Regions from separate parts of the Sus scrofa genome. Here all the other regions are linked to region 1. Evidence: chromatin contacts called from public Hi-C data. All regions are on one chromosome and are shown on one strand. The core of a region is the stretch at or near the end of the contact, and the rest is flanking DNA. Distances in the headings are between cores, read along the strand shown. Region 1 holds the start of BAIAP2 (brain-specific angiogenesis inhibitor 1-associated protein 2). Region 2 has its middle 19 kb from the start of ACTG1. Region 3 holds the start of BAHCC1 (BAH and coiled-coil domain-containing protein 1).

Region 1 (4,649 bases), core at 551-3,050:
GCCAGCCTCCACCTCCCTCTGGTAAGCAGCAGCTCTTCCCTGGTCCCACCCAGCTCCACGCTGGCCCCTGACCCCATTCAGGCCAGTGGACCTCAGTCCCAGGGCTGGAGGGACGAAGCGTGTGCTGCCGCTGGCTGGCCTGAAAAAGGCGCTGAAGAAGGAAGACTGGTCTGACTTCCGTCATGTGAGCCAACCACGCCCTCGTTGTAAGAGCCAGTTTGAGCTGACTCTCCATCCCTTGCAACCAAAAGAATCTCGGAAATTACATACCCTGGGATCTACCTTAAAACACCGACAGCAACAGGGTGGAGGAAGCCGGGCTGACGGTGGAAAGAAAGTTAAAATGAGAGCGTCTGTAGAAACAAAAGCTCGAGGTTAAGGGAGACAACCGCTTCTAGAACACTGCTTCCATTTTTTTCGAATCCTTGTGAGGTAGCGTGTGGCCGGTTCAGGTCGACAGCCCTGCGGAGCAAACTGTCAGCCCCCAACTATCTGTGGGGTCCTCCGGCCGTGTTGGGTGTCCGAAGCTGAAGGCATGACGGTCCAGGGATGGGATGCTGGTGATGCTGGCGAAGAAGGTCAGATTCAACGAAAAGGAAACACTTAGAATGGATGGTTCACAATGTAAAGGAAAGAATCCCTCTAAATTAGTCTAATTCACGTAAATATTCCTCCAAGGGAGTTGTGCTGGGAACCCTGTGTGCCAACTTGGTCAGCTTCCTCAACAGAACCCTCCATGACTCGCCTCCAAAAACCTGGTACCTCTGATTTCTTCATCCATCTAGAGCGGCTCTCTCCCCCCCAGATTTTCCCACGCCACGGGGTCCTCCCTCTCCACGGAAACTCCCCCCAATGAGGGTCTTCTGCCCCCACGAGGGCCCTCTCTTTGCTTAACTGTCGGCCCTCAAACCTCTCCTCCTCATCCCCTCCCCTCCTCATCCGCCCCCTCCAGAATCTGCCCCCCCCACCTCCCCAGAGTCCTCTTCCGCAACCCAGGTCCCTCCCCTTCCCTCTCCAGCTCCAACCCCTCCCCAAGATGCACCCCTCCAGGGTCGTCCCCCCAGGGTCCACCCCTCTTCTGGGTTCGCCCCAGGATCCTTCCTTCTCCGGAGCCCGTCCTCCTCCCTCCTCAGAAGGGCTGGCCTGGGGGTCGCCGCTGCCCGGTGAACTTACCTCCAAAAGTGCCGGGACCCCGCCGGGTCCCCCGGGCAGCGCGCCGGCCTCTCACCATCCTTCGCCAAGCCCGCGCAGCAGGCGGCCAAACACCCAGGGACCCTACTCTCCTCAGCGCGAGCCCCCGACCCCTGCGCCTTCGGCCGCCTTCGGGGCAGCGACGCCCAAGAGCCCGCCGCGGGCACTCGGCACTTTGCGAAGTGCAGCCCCCACTCGCGTTTGCCATCGGCGTCCCCCCACCCAACGCCTTCTGCTGCCTTCTTCCTGCGCTACCCCGCCCCCGCCTCCCCGCCCCCAGCCCGGCTGTCGCCGGGGCCCCCCAGGCTGTTCCCAGGGCCCCAGCCCGCGGTGCGCCTCCGCCTCCTCCCCCGCGATCGACGGCGCCACGAGCCAATTACTGCCTGGCTCCGGCCCACAAGCTCCGCCCTTGTGTCCGCCCCCTTCCCCCGTCTCCGGAACGCACCAATGGAAAAAGCGTCGCGGGGGCGGGGCCTGCAGGTTGCCTAGCAGCAGCGGCTGGGCGGGGGCGGGTGGCCGGGGGCGGTGATCCGGGTGCGGCGGGGGCGGGCGCACGGGGGCGGGGCCTATAGGGGGCGGGGCCTGGACGGCTATAAAAGTAGCCGCCGGCGAGCAGCCGCGCTCTTGGTCCGGCTCCGCGCGTCTTTTACCCGCAGTCTTTGCTGCGTCCGCAGTCGCCGCCGCTCACGCTCCCGTTCCGGTCTGTGGTGCAGCCGGACCAGCACCATGTCGCTGTCTCGCTCGGAGGAGATGCACCGGCTCACGGAAAATGTCTACAAGGTGAGCCCCGCGCCCGCCCGGGGCGGACCCTGGGCCCACGGGGGTCTTCCCCGCACAGCCGCCGGGACCCGCCGCCGTTCCGGCATAGGATGGCGCGGGCGTCCTCGCCCCGAGAGCCCCGCGCGCCCCTCCGTGCGTTCTTCGCGCGCCCGGGGCCGGAGCCCTCGGACCTGAGTGGGGTGGGGGCGCAGGCGCCCGGCTGCGGCGTCCAGAGGCTCCTGGGGTCCCGGGCCGCGCGGCTGCTGGTCGCCTGGCGCGGTGGTGGCCCTGCCCGGCGCGGTTACGCAAGCCTTGGGCACTTTTTTTCTCAACAGGCTTTGCTTTTTCCCAACTCCTTTTCGGAGTCAGTGGACGTGGCCGGGTGGGAGGTCGCGCGCGGGCAGGTTGGATGGGTGGACAGATAATCCGTCATCTTATGTAACCGCGGAGGGAGAAGACTAATTGTGTAGGAGGCTGGCGCGCCTGCCTCTGCTACTGATGTGCGAGGAGTCGGCTCGCATCCCCTGGTGCGGAACGCGCGGGTGTGGGTCTGAGCTCCGCGCAGCCCGCAGGACCCCTCGCCGCCCCCGCCCGGCCGGTTTTGCGCCTTGGGGGCACGTTGGCAGGCACGCGGGCTGCCGTTTTTAGCATCCATTTTCTCGGTTTGGACCCCCGCCCCCACCCGCGCAGACCCAGGCTCTGGTGGCTCCGGGCTGTTCTGGGCGGCTTTTTCTTGCGGGAGATGCGTGCCCTGGCGGCCCACGCGGTCCCCTTACCGAGCTGTGCTCGATGCCAAAACTGTCTGGGGGTGAAGTGGCGGGCCCGGAGGCTCCGAGGTGGTGTTTACGCGGCGGCGTTGCTGGTTCATGGCGGCGGACTGGGGTTGCAGCGCGCTGGCCGAGCAACAGTTTCTAATTGTGTTAAACAACTACGGCTGTGCCGCCTTAGCCCGCGGCCTGCCAAGCCCTCTTGGCTTGCGCGGAGGGAGGCCTCTGGGGGGCCCATAGCTTTCAGCTGGAGTCCGGGGCGGCTGCAGTCAATCGCGGCTTCTAAGAAAGGTTTTAAAGTTGTTGCCGGGTCACCTGGAAGGCTCCTGAAGCCGGGTCGGGGTTGACCAAGTCAGTTCCGAAGCCGTGTTAGAGCTGCTGGTAAAGGGAGTGGAGACTGGCGAGGAAGCGGCGCCTGTAAGAGGAACAGCCTTTGGGGTTTTCATGTTTGTGTCACGTCGAGGTGGAGGCATGCGTTTTTGCTCGTGTTGCTCTGTAAGTGCTGTCAGGGGAGGGCGGTTTATTAAATTATTAGTCATTAGTTCCATTACCACTTGCTCATTTGTGCAGGGGGTGGAAGAGAAGTGCTGGTCTTGGTGTTTTTTCCCGTTTTTCCTGCTTCTGCACTGAAACCATTAAACAGGAACTTTTGTGGGGAGAATGAGGAGGGGGTGCGTGGCACGCTTTGCGGTGGGGAACCCCATGACTGGCCCTAATAAAACGCTCCTGAACGGGGCAGTCCGGCGCGCCGTTCCAGCTGAGCGGCTTCTGGATGGAGCCGGGATTTGTTTGCAGGCCTGAAGTTGAAATCTTGGCAGGGCGGTGGCAGCAACCTGATGGGATCTGCGTGCCTGGGGCCTTTCAGCCCCTCTGGAAGCAGAACAGAGGCTTCGGGCGTGCATTCAACAGGCTGGTCTGCGGTCTGTGCTGGCAGGTCAGCTGATGCCTGAGCTCCCATGGGAAGGCGTGGCACACACCGAGGACTTTCGGGTTGGACGTGTCGGGAAGTAGGTGCTGGGCGCCTGCACAGACCAGGCAGCTGGGGGTTGTGGGCGGTGCTCTTCTGCCTGATGTGGCCTGACGGAGGGCCTTCGGGCGCAGCGCTATACCTACCGTGGCTGGTCACTGGGGAGCTCAGGGTCCCCAGCAGGAAAAGAGCTGGTACTGGTTGGGGGACTTTGGCACAGCGATTGGGCAGGGACCAGCTGACAGCAGGCGCCGCAGGACACAGCTGAAGCCTCTGTGTGTAGACCCAGGCTAGTCTGGCCAGTCCTCTGTTCTGTCCAGGGGTGTTGCTGCCTCTGTGTCCAGATTGGTGACTTGTGGGAGAGTGGCTGGGATCTAGCCCTGCTCGGTGTCATTCTGAGCTGCAGCTCAGCTGTTTGCTTTGGCCCTGTGTCGCCTCAACTGCAGTCCTGAGTGGTGTTTGCCTTGGCAGAGAAGGCAGAGGCGGGGATGCTCGTCCTTGGCCTTGCTGATTAAAAACGCGAGAATAAAATGTCCAGTTTGAGTCCCTTCCCTGGAAGACTCTCCAGTGTAGGATTTAATTTCTCTTCCTGTGGCCTGGTTCCCATGGGAGCTGTGTCCTCGGGGAATTTTGTGGAAGACGAAGGGCCGAGAAATAGAATGGCTTTGAAACAGCCACTGAGAGGTCACCCTCGGACCCTGGGCAGGGGGATAGCAACCAACGCCCTCTGGGGGTGGCAGTGTGGGCAGCGTGGCCTGGAGGCCCTGAACCGTGGGCAGCCCTGGATAGTTGCTTGAGGCGAGGGACACAGTTGTGGGGGGAGGGTTCTGCTGCTCGAAATTAAACCCAAGTTGCAGCTCTCTTGGGGGTGGACGCCCAGTGTCCCCGTGTGCCGGGGAGGGGTTTTTCGCAGCTGACCTTAGCTCCCAGCTGCTGGGGAGGTGGGTGCTTTTCTCACAGTCGTG
Region 2 (4,649 bases), core at 1,077-3,576, 330 kb after region 1:
GAGGGGCGGGGCCTTCTTTTGTTCTCTCCTCCGCGGCCCCGCCGGCCCCGCCTCCCGGGCCCCGCCTCGGGGTCCCCTGCGGCCCCGGCGCCTCAGCTGTGGGCACCCCCCCACCCCAAAGCCCCGGTCGGGGCCGCCGGGAGGCTGCCAGTTGCGGTCGAGGCCCCTCCGAGCTGGCCGCTCCTGGGGCCAGCCCCGCTCTCGCCCCCTCCTCACCCACCCGACTGGCATGGGAGAAAGAACCAGCTGCCTGAAACACAGCCTGCGCAGGGGCTGACCTTGGACAAGCCCTTTCAGCTACGTCCCTCGGTGCCTTGCCCTTGCTTTCTCCCTGTCTCCCAGGACTTGGGGACAAGAAGAGCCCATAAAAAATGAGCTGGGGCTCTTTCTGCAACGTGCCCAGGCAGTGACAGAAAGTCTCCGATTTTTCCTGCGGGGGAGCGTGGAGCACGTGGGAGATGGCCTTAGAGGGGAGACTAAGTGTCTGGACATTGCTAACCTGAGCCCTCATTTAGAGCGACAGTCCTTTCCTGATCCGAGGGGCTGGATGGGGGAAGGGACAGAAGCCCGGGCCTCAGCCGGGCCAGCTGTACAAACTCTCCCCAAATCATCCTCCCTCTTCCACCACTTCACAGGGGCCCCCCTCGGGGGTGGAAAGTGGTGGCCCTAGGAGCCAGGGCCCTTGCCGGGAGAAAGAGCACTGGGCTGGGCTAGGGGGTCAGGCGTTCAGTCTGGTCTCTTTTCCTCAAAGTCACCACCTTCCTCCAGAAACTATCTGGAGGCATCGCCCAGTGCCTTGGTGGCCACACACATCCTGGGAGGCAGCCAGGCTGCAGTGCTGTCCAGGCTGTGGACACAGGGCTCCCGATCTCCAGACTGGGGCCTGAGGTCCTCTCCAGGCTCGGATCCCCTCTCTGGGAGTCTAGAGGTTCAGCTCCGTTCGTCCCATGATACAGCAGCTAAAGAGACCACTGAGGTGGGACAGGGCCCCTGCCAGGCAGGTCAGGGCCCACCGTTTCCTCAGCGCCCTTTGCAACCCCCATTGACTGGTTTTTTTTTTTTGTCTTTTGTCTTTTTTTTTATTGCCTTTTCTAGGGCCACTCCCGAGGCATATGGAGGTTCCCAGGCTGGGGGTCCAATTGGAGCTGTAGCAGCAGGCCTACACCAGAGCCACAGCAACACGGGATCCAAGCCGTGTCTGCAACCTCTACCACAGCTCACGGCAACGCCGGATCCTTAACCCCCTGAGCAAGGGCAGGGATCAAACCTACATCCTCATGGTTCCTAGTCAGATTCGTTAACCACTGCGCCACGACGGGAACTCCAACTCCCGTTGACTTTGAAGAGCCCCTAAGCCAGTATTGGTGGCGAAGATGGAGCCCTGACAGCGGCTCAGGGACAGTTTGACCAAAATGTGGTCACCCACCTGGAAAGAACTGAGAGTCTGTAAAAAATGTAATTCCCCAAGAAAGACAGATTTGAACCTGATTGGTGTCCAGAACGCTTCTTCATGTCACGGGTGGAGCACGCCCTCACTCGGTGTGACTCCTTGGCTCTGGGGTGCTGGGCCACCCACTCCAGCTCCCAGCAAGCAGCATCAGGGTCAGAGGCCTCCCCCGCAGCCTGGCTGTAGTGGCCCCTGGAAGGACTCCCAGCCTCAGGGCCTTGGCAGGTGTCTGCTGGCTCCCTGGGAGTGGGGTGGTGGGAGGCTGACATCTGCAGAGTGTTTTTACTGTTGGACAAATTGAATCAATTAAACAGGCCCCATCGGGGTGGCCGGGAGCCCAGTGAATGGGAAGGAACAGGGAGCGGAGCCAAGGGGGCAACACAGCCTGTCTCCGGGGGCATCTCGCCAGTGAGAATGCGGGGTGAAGAGGCAAGTGGGACACACCCCTTTCCTGGCTGTGTGGGGACAGGGACCCTCTGTGCTGACCTCAGTGAGGGAGGGAGGGGCATGGCGCAAAAGCGAAAGCCAGAAGAGGGTCCTGGGGCAAGTTACCGGGGCTGCGGTGGAGGAAACTCAGCGGGGGCTGGCGCAGGTTTGCATCCAGGATGCAGGCCCTCTGGGCTTCTCAGCTGTCAGCCCTGCAGACGGGGGCTCCAGAGCTCCCCAACAGCACAGGCTCCTCTCGATGGCATTTTGTGGCTCCCGCATGGAGGCCTCCGGAAGCTGCAGGCTCCACCAGAGAGAGAGGAGGCCGCCCAGGGAGGTTGGAGGAGCCAGCGGAGGGAAGAGGAAGCAGACTTCGGAGATGATAGCAAGGGCCGCCGGTCACCCACCTGGAGCGGAAGCCCCCCCGCCTTGGGCAGGCCCGGAATGATTTAGGGGCCGGCTGCTCTGTGACCTGGCTGACCCAAGGCTGGCCACGGCCTGGGAGGCCAAGCAGCTGCTGGAGCGTCCGGCTGCCAGAGCAGCACCCAGTTCCCTGACTGGCAGGGCAGCAGGGCCACCTCCTCAAATGCCCTTCCCCAGAGCCTCAGGGCAGGTGGCGTCTCTTTGGGTTGCTGCTGCTGGGGCAGGGAGGGTTGCCACACGTCAGGCCAAGACCCCTGCTCGCCCAGTTGCCACCAGGCACAGCACGTGACAAAGGAGCTTTGCTCTGCTCTTCATGTGCCACAGTGGTGACAATCTCACTGTCACCCAGGACAGCCAGACCACATCTGTCCCTTGATTTCAAATGACCATTATGATGCCACCTGAGGCTCTGGCATCTCATCAGCGAACTCCCGTGGAGGCCACTGGTCAGCGGGAGAGTGTCATTTGCCAGCCCTCAGAAGCCACGGGGCAGAGGCTGAGGAAGGGCACTGACCAGTGTCTGGGCCTGGGACTGGCTGAGGGTCCCACTTCCAGAACTTAGCCTGGGACCAGGGTTAATTCACCTGGAGATGAGGAGAAAGCTTTGCAGCTGCCGCAGCCCCTGGCCAGGGCCATCAGTGGGGCTGCCGCCCTTTCCTGGCCGGCCGACCATGAAACAGCCTGAATCTGGGGCCCCGCGGCTAGAGCCAGGGGGCCTGCCAGAGGAGGAGGGGCTGTGGGAGGGGCCGGGGAGGCTGGTTGTTGCTTGCATGTCACCTGCTTAGGACCTCCGAACTCAGACCTCCCCCCCAAGGTAGGGTTTTGAGGCCCGGAGGTGGTGCGGATGGGCCAGAGGGACCGGAGAGCGATGCCAGATCTTGGCTGTCTGCTGTCTTGTCTGAAGGGGAGTGCGTGTTCAGCCTGGAGGGTAGGCACCCCCTTCAGGAGATGGGATTAGTGCAAGTTTGCTTGCAGAGGAGCAGTTCACAGGGAGGTGCGTAGCCCTGTAAGGAAGGAGTGGCGGTTGCTCCATCCACTGAGTCTTTGCTGCCTTTTCGCACCCCCGCCCCCCCTCGCCCGACCTCCGCCAACTGCTGTGCAGCCTCGGGCGGCACGTCGTCGCCCGCCCGCACCCTTCCGAGGTCGACCACGCTGCTGTGAACCAGGAGATCAACCACCGGCGCCGCCGTGGGCTCTCCCGGAGGGAGCCGGCCGGCAGGAGCGGTGCGGGGGCGCCCTCCAGCGGCCGCGGCTGGAACGGCGGCCGAACGGAGGACCAGAAGCGCGGGCGGCGCTCAGGGGAAGTTGGCGGTCTTCCCAGATCCAGCCTGCGGACCCCTCCGCACCCCAGCGGACAGCGTCCCCGCCTCTCCTAGCCCCCGGTATTCTTGATTGGGTAGCAGGTAACTTGGGAACCAAAAAGAGAGCTGGAGTTCCCGTCGTGGCTCAGCAGTTAACGAACCCGACTAGCATCCCTGAGGACAAGGGTTCCATCCCTGGCCTCGCTCAGTGGCTTAAGGATCTGGCGTTGCTGTGAGCTGTGGTGTAGGTCGCGGACGCGGCTCGCATAGGCAGGCGGCTACAGCTCCTATTCGACCCCTAGCTTGGGAACCTCCATGTGCCGCTGGTGCGGCCCTAAAAGACAAAAAGACAAAAAAAGGGGGGCGGGAGAGCTGCTCCCCTGAGGCACTCTGCCCCTCGCAACTCACGAGGTGGGATGGAGAAGAGAAGCACTCACACCTGCTAAGTAACTAGTCAGTCCTTCCGAACTCGAATCCTGCCACATCCAGGAAAAGAGCACTTTTGGTGCAAAGAGACGGCAAATGCTGTTTCCAATAAAATACAATTCACCGGTTTTAAAGAGTACAATTCCATGGCTTTGGTACATTACATTATTCGTTTTTAAAGTTGTAAACATACATATACCAAAATCTGCCCTTTCAAAACCATTTTCAAGTGTACAAGTGGCATTTTCAGTGGTATGAAGTACAATCACAGTGTTTGGCAACCACCACTCCTATCCATTTTCGGAGTTTTTTCATCATCCCAAAGAGTTTTTTGGGGTTTTTTTGTTTGTTTGCATTTTTATGGCCTCACCCGCAGCATATGGAACTTCCCAGGCTAGGAGTTGAATCAGAGCTACAGCTGTCGGCCTGCACCACAGCCACAGCCACAGCCAGACCTGAGCTGCATCTGTGACCCACACCACAGCTCATGACAACGCTGGAGCCTTAACCCACTGAGCGAGGCCAGGGGTTGAACCTGCATCCTCGTGGATGCTAGTCAGGTTGGTTTCCACTAAGCCAGGATGGGAGCTCCTTTAATTGCTTTTTAGGCCCACACCTGTAGCATA
Region 3 (4,649 bases), core at 975-3,474, 260 kb after region 1:
CAAACAAAAGCAGAGCCTACGCGGCTTCCCGGAGGCCAGCGGGGAGTGCTGCACCCCCGCGCGCGCAGCCCGGGGCCCTCGGCGCCTTTGAAGCCGCAGATTCCCGACCTCCCTCCCCTCCTTCTCCCCTTTGTCCCGCCCCGCGCCCCCCGGCTCCCACCTCGCTTCCCGCAGGCCCCTAGCCCGGCACTGGCAGCCCCTCCCTTCCCTGACCCCGGTGCGGGCAGCCGGCTCACCCGGCCCGCCTCCGGCCCTGGCGGCCTGGCGCTGGCTCTGCAGGCCTAAGCGGCGGCGAGCCGAGCTGTTTGTTAGACCGGGGTAGAGAGCTGACGATCCCCAGAGGGGAGGAAACCCAGAACCCCTTTGTATGAAGTTGAGAGACAAAGAGAACTCTTTGTGTAGGCCTCGTTTATTTACAATGCAAAAGCTCTCCGAATAAATATGAAAAAGCTTATCAGCTGAGCAAATATGTATTCACTTAATACATTATGTCTTCGGTGGTAGATTAAATCAAACACAAAATACTCTGCAAATAAGACGTGTAGAACCCGCGGCATTAAATATAGCGATTTAAGATGGTATTCACAAAATGCAAAACGTCGTAATCGCTTTGTTGTCACGGGTGGGACGACCAAAAAAAAAAAAAATCAGAAGGCATTCTGCACATTTTGCTGTTAAGAATGTTGAGCCTACCCACCGCCCTTTTGTCGGAGGTGATCGCAAACATTCAAACAGTGCAGACTTAGGAAATGAGGAGACGTGTGCAACATGAAAGAGGTCCACGCGGCGGGGGCACCGCCGGCCAGTGTGTGTCGCTTGCTCGGCCGCCCCGCACCCAGCGTCTGAAATTGTCCCCGGTTTCGCTTCGGAGTGTGGCCTCTGCGTTGGGTGGGGTGGAAGCCAAGGGAGGTGGGGGGCCTTCGGTGGCCCAGCCTGGAGGTGGAGGTGGACGGAGGCCTGAGGTCCGCTGGGACCAGAGCAGCGGGGAAGGTTGCTCTGGGCCCGGCCAATTGTCCGTGCCCCCGGGTCCCCCCGGGCGCCCGGCCTCGGCTTGGCGGCCGGGGGCAGGCGCCGAAGGGAGGAATTCCCTGGCCCATTTGGGGCGCTGAGAAAGAACAATTTCTGATTCTCAGAGCCCCCCCAACCCCCAGCCCCCAGTCCGCAGAGGAAGATCCCGGGCGAATGTGACTGGGGGGCGGGGTGATTGTTCGAGCCTCGCCAGAAAGCTCCCGACTCCGGGACGGCAGGCCCGGCACTGCGGCGAGGCGGCCCAGGGGACGCCGGAGGCGGACGTCGACTCCCGGGGCTCCGGGGAGCTGGCCCGTGGTCCTGGCTCGGCGCTGCGGGGTGGGGGCCTGGTCCCATTAGGGCTCGGGAGGGGGGCTGGGTTCAAAAGAATGGACCCAAAGACGCATAGGGGGATGGGAGAGGGGCGAAAGGAAGGTTATTAAAAAAAAAAAAAAAGAAAGAACTCTTGAGTTACAATCAATAAAATTACTCGCTTAATTAGCATGGTTATTCGGTTAAGCGGAATGCAGTAAAAGCTGAACCTCGGAATAGGGAGAGAGGAAAAAAAGCTAGTGTGGACCCCAGGCCTTTCCTCGGAGACACCTTTGGGCAGCGGGGGAGGGGAGAGGGTGTGTGTGTGCGTGCGTGTGTGTGTGTGCGCGCGCGCGCGCGACTGTGTCTGTGTGTGCGTGATGGCTTCGCAGATTTGGGTTTTTATCACCCAGCGGAGCCAGCAGCCTTTCGCCGCGGCGCCCTCGCCGCAGGGACCTGCGAAGGGGAAGCGGCGAGCGGTGCGGCCGGGTTCCCTCGGGCTCCACCCGGCGGAGCGTGGCCGGGACGGTGCGTGTGCGCGCGGGGATCCGGGCGGCCCAGGTGGCCGGCGCGCGCGCGTTCAGCGGGGAGACGCGCGGAGCGCTCCGGGCCCCGCCGCCCGGCCTGGCCGCGGCTCGGGCCGGCGGAGCGGGGGGCTGGGGGGGGGGGCACCGGCAGGGTGGGGACCCCCCCCCGGGCGAGCCGAGACCCCGAGTCACCGAGTCTCCTCTGCTTGCCTCCGCAGACTATGGATCCGCACGGCGGCCGCCGGCTCGGCACGCGGCCGCCCTCCCAGGAGCCCAGTCCACCGGTGTGCTGACCGTTCCGTGGCCGCCACCGGTGACCCCGGACGCCGCCGCCTCCGCGTCGCCCGCGCGCCGCCCGCGCGCCGAGCCGCTCCCGGGCCCCGGCCGCGCTGCTCCCGGGAGGCGGCGGGCCGGGGCCGGGGCCGGGGCCGGGGCCCGGCATGGATGGCCGCGACTTCGCACCGCCGCCGCATCTGCTGTCGGAGCGCGGGAGCCTGGGCCACCGCAGCGCCGCTGCTGCCGCGCGCCTCGCCCCGGCCGGACCCGCCGCGCAGCCCCCGGCGCACTTCCAGCCCGGAAAGTACTTCCCGTCGCCGCTGCCCATGGCTTCGCACACAGGTCAGTGCTGGGCGGCCGGGCGCGGGAGAGGAGGCCCTGCGGCGAGCTGGGCAAGGTCCAGGGTCGGAGGGCGCCCGTCCCTCCCTTCTCCTTGGAGCCTTTGCGGAGAAGCCTTCGGTTTCATTTCCCTGCTCTGGCACCGGCGGCGGCCCGCGCGTCCTGCGGGCCCCGCGAGCCGGAGCATCGCGGTTTCGAGCGACCTTCCCTGGGGTCCCCCGGGGGTCTCGGAAGGGCATCCCAGGAGCCGGCTAAAAATAAAGCCTTTCCCCTCCTGCCACCCTCCCCCCACCCCTTCCTGCAGCAGAACTAAATTCCGCGGAAACCTCATTTCTGCATTCTGCATTCACATCCTTAAGCCATTCCGGGCCTGGGACAACGAGGCACTTTCTGCGGGAACAAAACGGCTGCTGTGACGCGGGGGGGGGGGGGTGCCGCGGCCTGGCGGATTAGGGCGGTGTGCGCGCGGGGTGAGCGTTAATAGGGACTGCTGGTGTAAGACGAGCAAATCCTGTTTCTATATAAAGCCTTGAAGTGTCAGGGCGAGAATGGGTTTGCAGGAGATGCATTTGCTTTAACAAGTGCCTCTGGTATCCTGCTAAAGCCGGGACAAAGCGTGGCCAGATCGCGGCCCAGCCTTAGGGCCTGCGCCCCGGGGGAGGGCAGAGCCGGCGCCGGCTCGGCTGGGGGCGGCCGCGGGGGCAGCCTCTGGATTTCGGTGCAGGCGAGTTCCCTGCGAATTTGCTCCAAGAGGAGAGAGCCAGGGCCATCCCGCACTCCGGTCTTCTCCAGGCCTCCAGAGCGGGCCCCTTGTCGGGTGGCTTTGATATTCCTGTTTGGCAAGGTCGGAGGCGAACCAGGGCCAGGGACAGGATGGCCAAGGGGCCGCTACCTCCCGAGACCCTGGAGATCACTGGCCAGCGCCGACTAAGTTGGCAGGAAGCTGGAGGGGCTGCGCCTGTGGGGGACCTGCCGGTCACCCTGGAAGGTTGGCTTGCTTTTGTTTACAGTGTGCTCTAAACATCAAAACGGTGGGTGCCGTGTTGTTGCTGTTGTTGATGGTGATTTGGCAGTAACAGTTCTTATTGGTAGCTTGATGAACTGTGAATACTAATAAAATTATATCTGCTTTAATGGGATTACAATTAGTGTGTGGATTAAAACGGATGGCAGAGTCAGGCGAGAAGGGAAAATGTCAGAAGGGAGAGCCCGCAGAAAGAATAATGTAAATTTCCTAAAAAAAAAAAAAAAAAACAACGAGAAATTATTTAATTGCTAGTGGGCTTTGAGCATTTGCTGCATGTCGAGACTCAAAAAGTTGGAGCCGGGTGGGAGTGGAGGGGGCCCGGACGCAGCGCTCTCGGCTGGAGTCAGCCCTGCGCCGCTTGCTGTTCCGCTGTGAGCCCTCTGCAAGGCTGCTTTTTCCCTGCTTCTTGCTCCTCATTCTTCCTCTCCCTTTCCTTCCTTCCTTCCTTCCTTCCTTCCTTCCTTCCTTCCTTTCTTTCTTTCTTTCTTTCTCTCTTTCTCTCTTTCTCTCTTTCTTTCTTTCTCTGCTGGATTTTTACCTCGGAAGAGCAAAAGTACTTGCCTGGGCAGTTGGTGATTTTAAATATCTGGCCTGGCTGTCCCTGAGCTTCCGTGTCCTGCACCTTCATCGGAGACACCGCCCACCCAGCTCAGCCCACACTGGGGAGCTGGGGTTGGGGGCTCGTGGTGGCTGCAGGGACAGTGCCACAGCTTCCCCACCCGCCCTCTCTGGCTGCAGGCTGCTGGTGCCTGCTGAGGCTGGGAGGCTGAGCCTGCTGGTCAGGGGGATGGGAAGGGAGCGGCTGCAGCCCCCCTGCCCCCCCCATTGGCCATGCCCTCCAGCCTGGAGGGTAGCAGACATGAGGGTCGGAAGGGCCCCTGACACCAAGGCTGTGCCAGTAGAGCGCAGACAGGCCTGGGCTGTCCCCCCTGGGGAGGCATGGCCAGGACGGATTCCCTGTCAGTTCAGGTCACTGCTGCCTCTCTCATCCCCATCCAGTCCCCACAGCCCGGCCAGGTCCTGGTCCGCCGCCATTTCTCCTCTCTGCCCTTCTTTCCAGATGCAGGCACCACCAAGTCAGGTAGGAACGTGGGCTGCGTGGCCCGAACCATTGTCTTGCTCCTTCCAAGTTTGACCACGTGGTCCTTAGATCGTGGGCC

What was found. A called contact is a pair of places that touch in the nucleus more often than the background predicts.
Region 2: a Hi-C map of skeletal muscle shows a contact between it and region 1, with 4 times the contacts expected there. The contact joins the enhancer-like site here to the promoter of BAIAP2 in region 1. A contact is called at or near these places in 4 of 47 Hi-C or Micro-C datasets (embryonic fibroblasts, liver, skeletal muscle and 1 more).
Region 3: a Hi-C map of heart right ventricle shows a contact between it and region 1, with 2.5 times the contacts expected there. The contact joins the promoter of BAHCC1 here to the promoter of BAIAP2 in region 1. A contact is called at or near these places in 3 of 47 Hi-C or Micro-C datasets (embryonic fibroblasts, heart right ventricle and liver).

The regions. Positions count from the first base shown.
Region 1 is chr12:1,664,099-1,668,747 of Sscrofa11.1, reverse strand. BAIAP2 (brain-specific angiogenesis inhibitor 1-associated protein 2) reads left to right here and starts at 1,800. Exons shown (of 14, transcript XM_003131154.5): 1 at 1,800-1,971. The coding sequence starts at 1,918. LOC110256155 (atherin-like) reads left to right here. Exons shown (of 9, transcript XM_021068069.1): 7 at 1-21; 8 at 82-184; 9 at 1,183-1,680. The coding sequence ends at 1,680.
Region 2 is chr12:1,336,833-1,341,481 of Sscrofa11.1, reverse strand. No RefSeq gene overlaps it. Among named protein-coding and RNA genes, the nearest start is that of ACTG1, 19 kb to the right of the region's middle. Within about 2 kb of position 2,326, at least 27 of the 83 cell types and tissues checked have an H3K27ac peak or open chromatin away from gene starts, as enhancers often do. A contact at or near this core is called in skeletal muscle and subcutaneous adipose tissue, where this site is marked.
Region 3 is chr12:1,404,197-1,408,845 of Sscrofa11.1, reverse strand. BAHCC1 (BAH and coiled-coil domain-containing protein 1) reads left to right here and starts at 2,224. Exons shown (of 30, transcript XM_013989840.2): 1 at 2,224-2,465. The coding sequence starts at 2,288.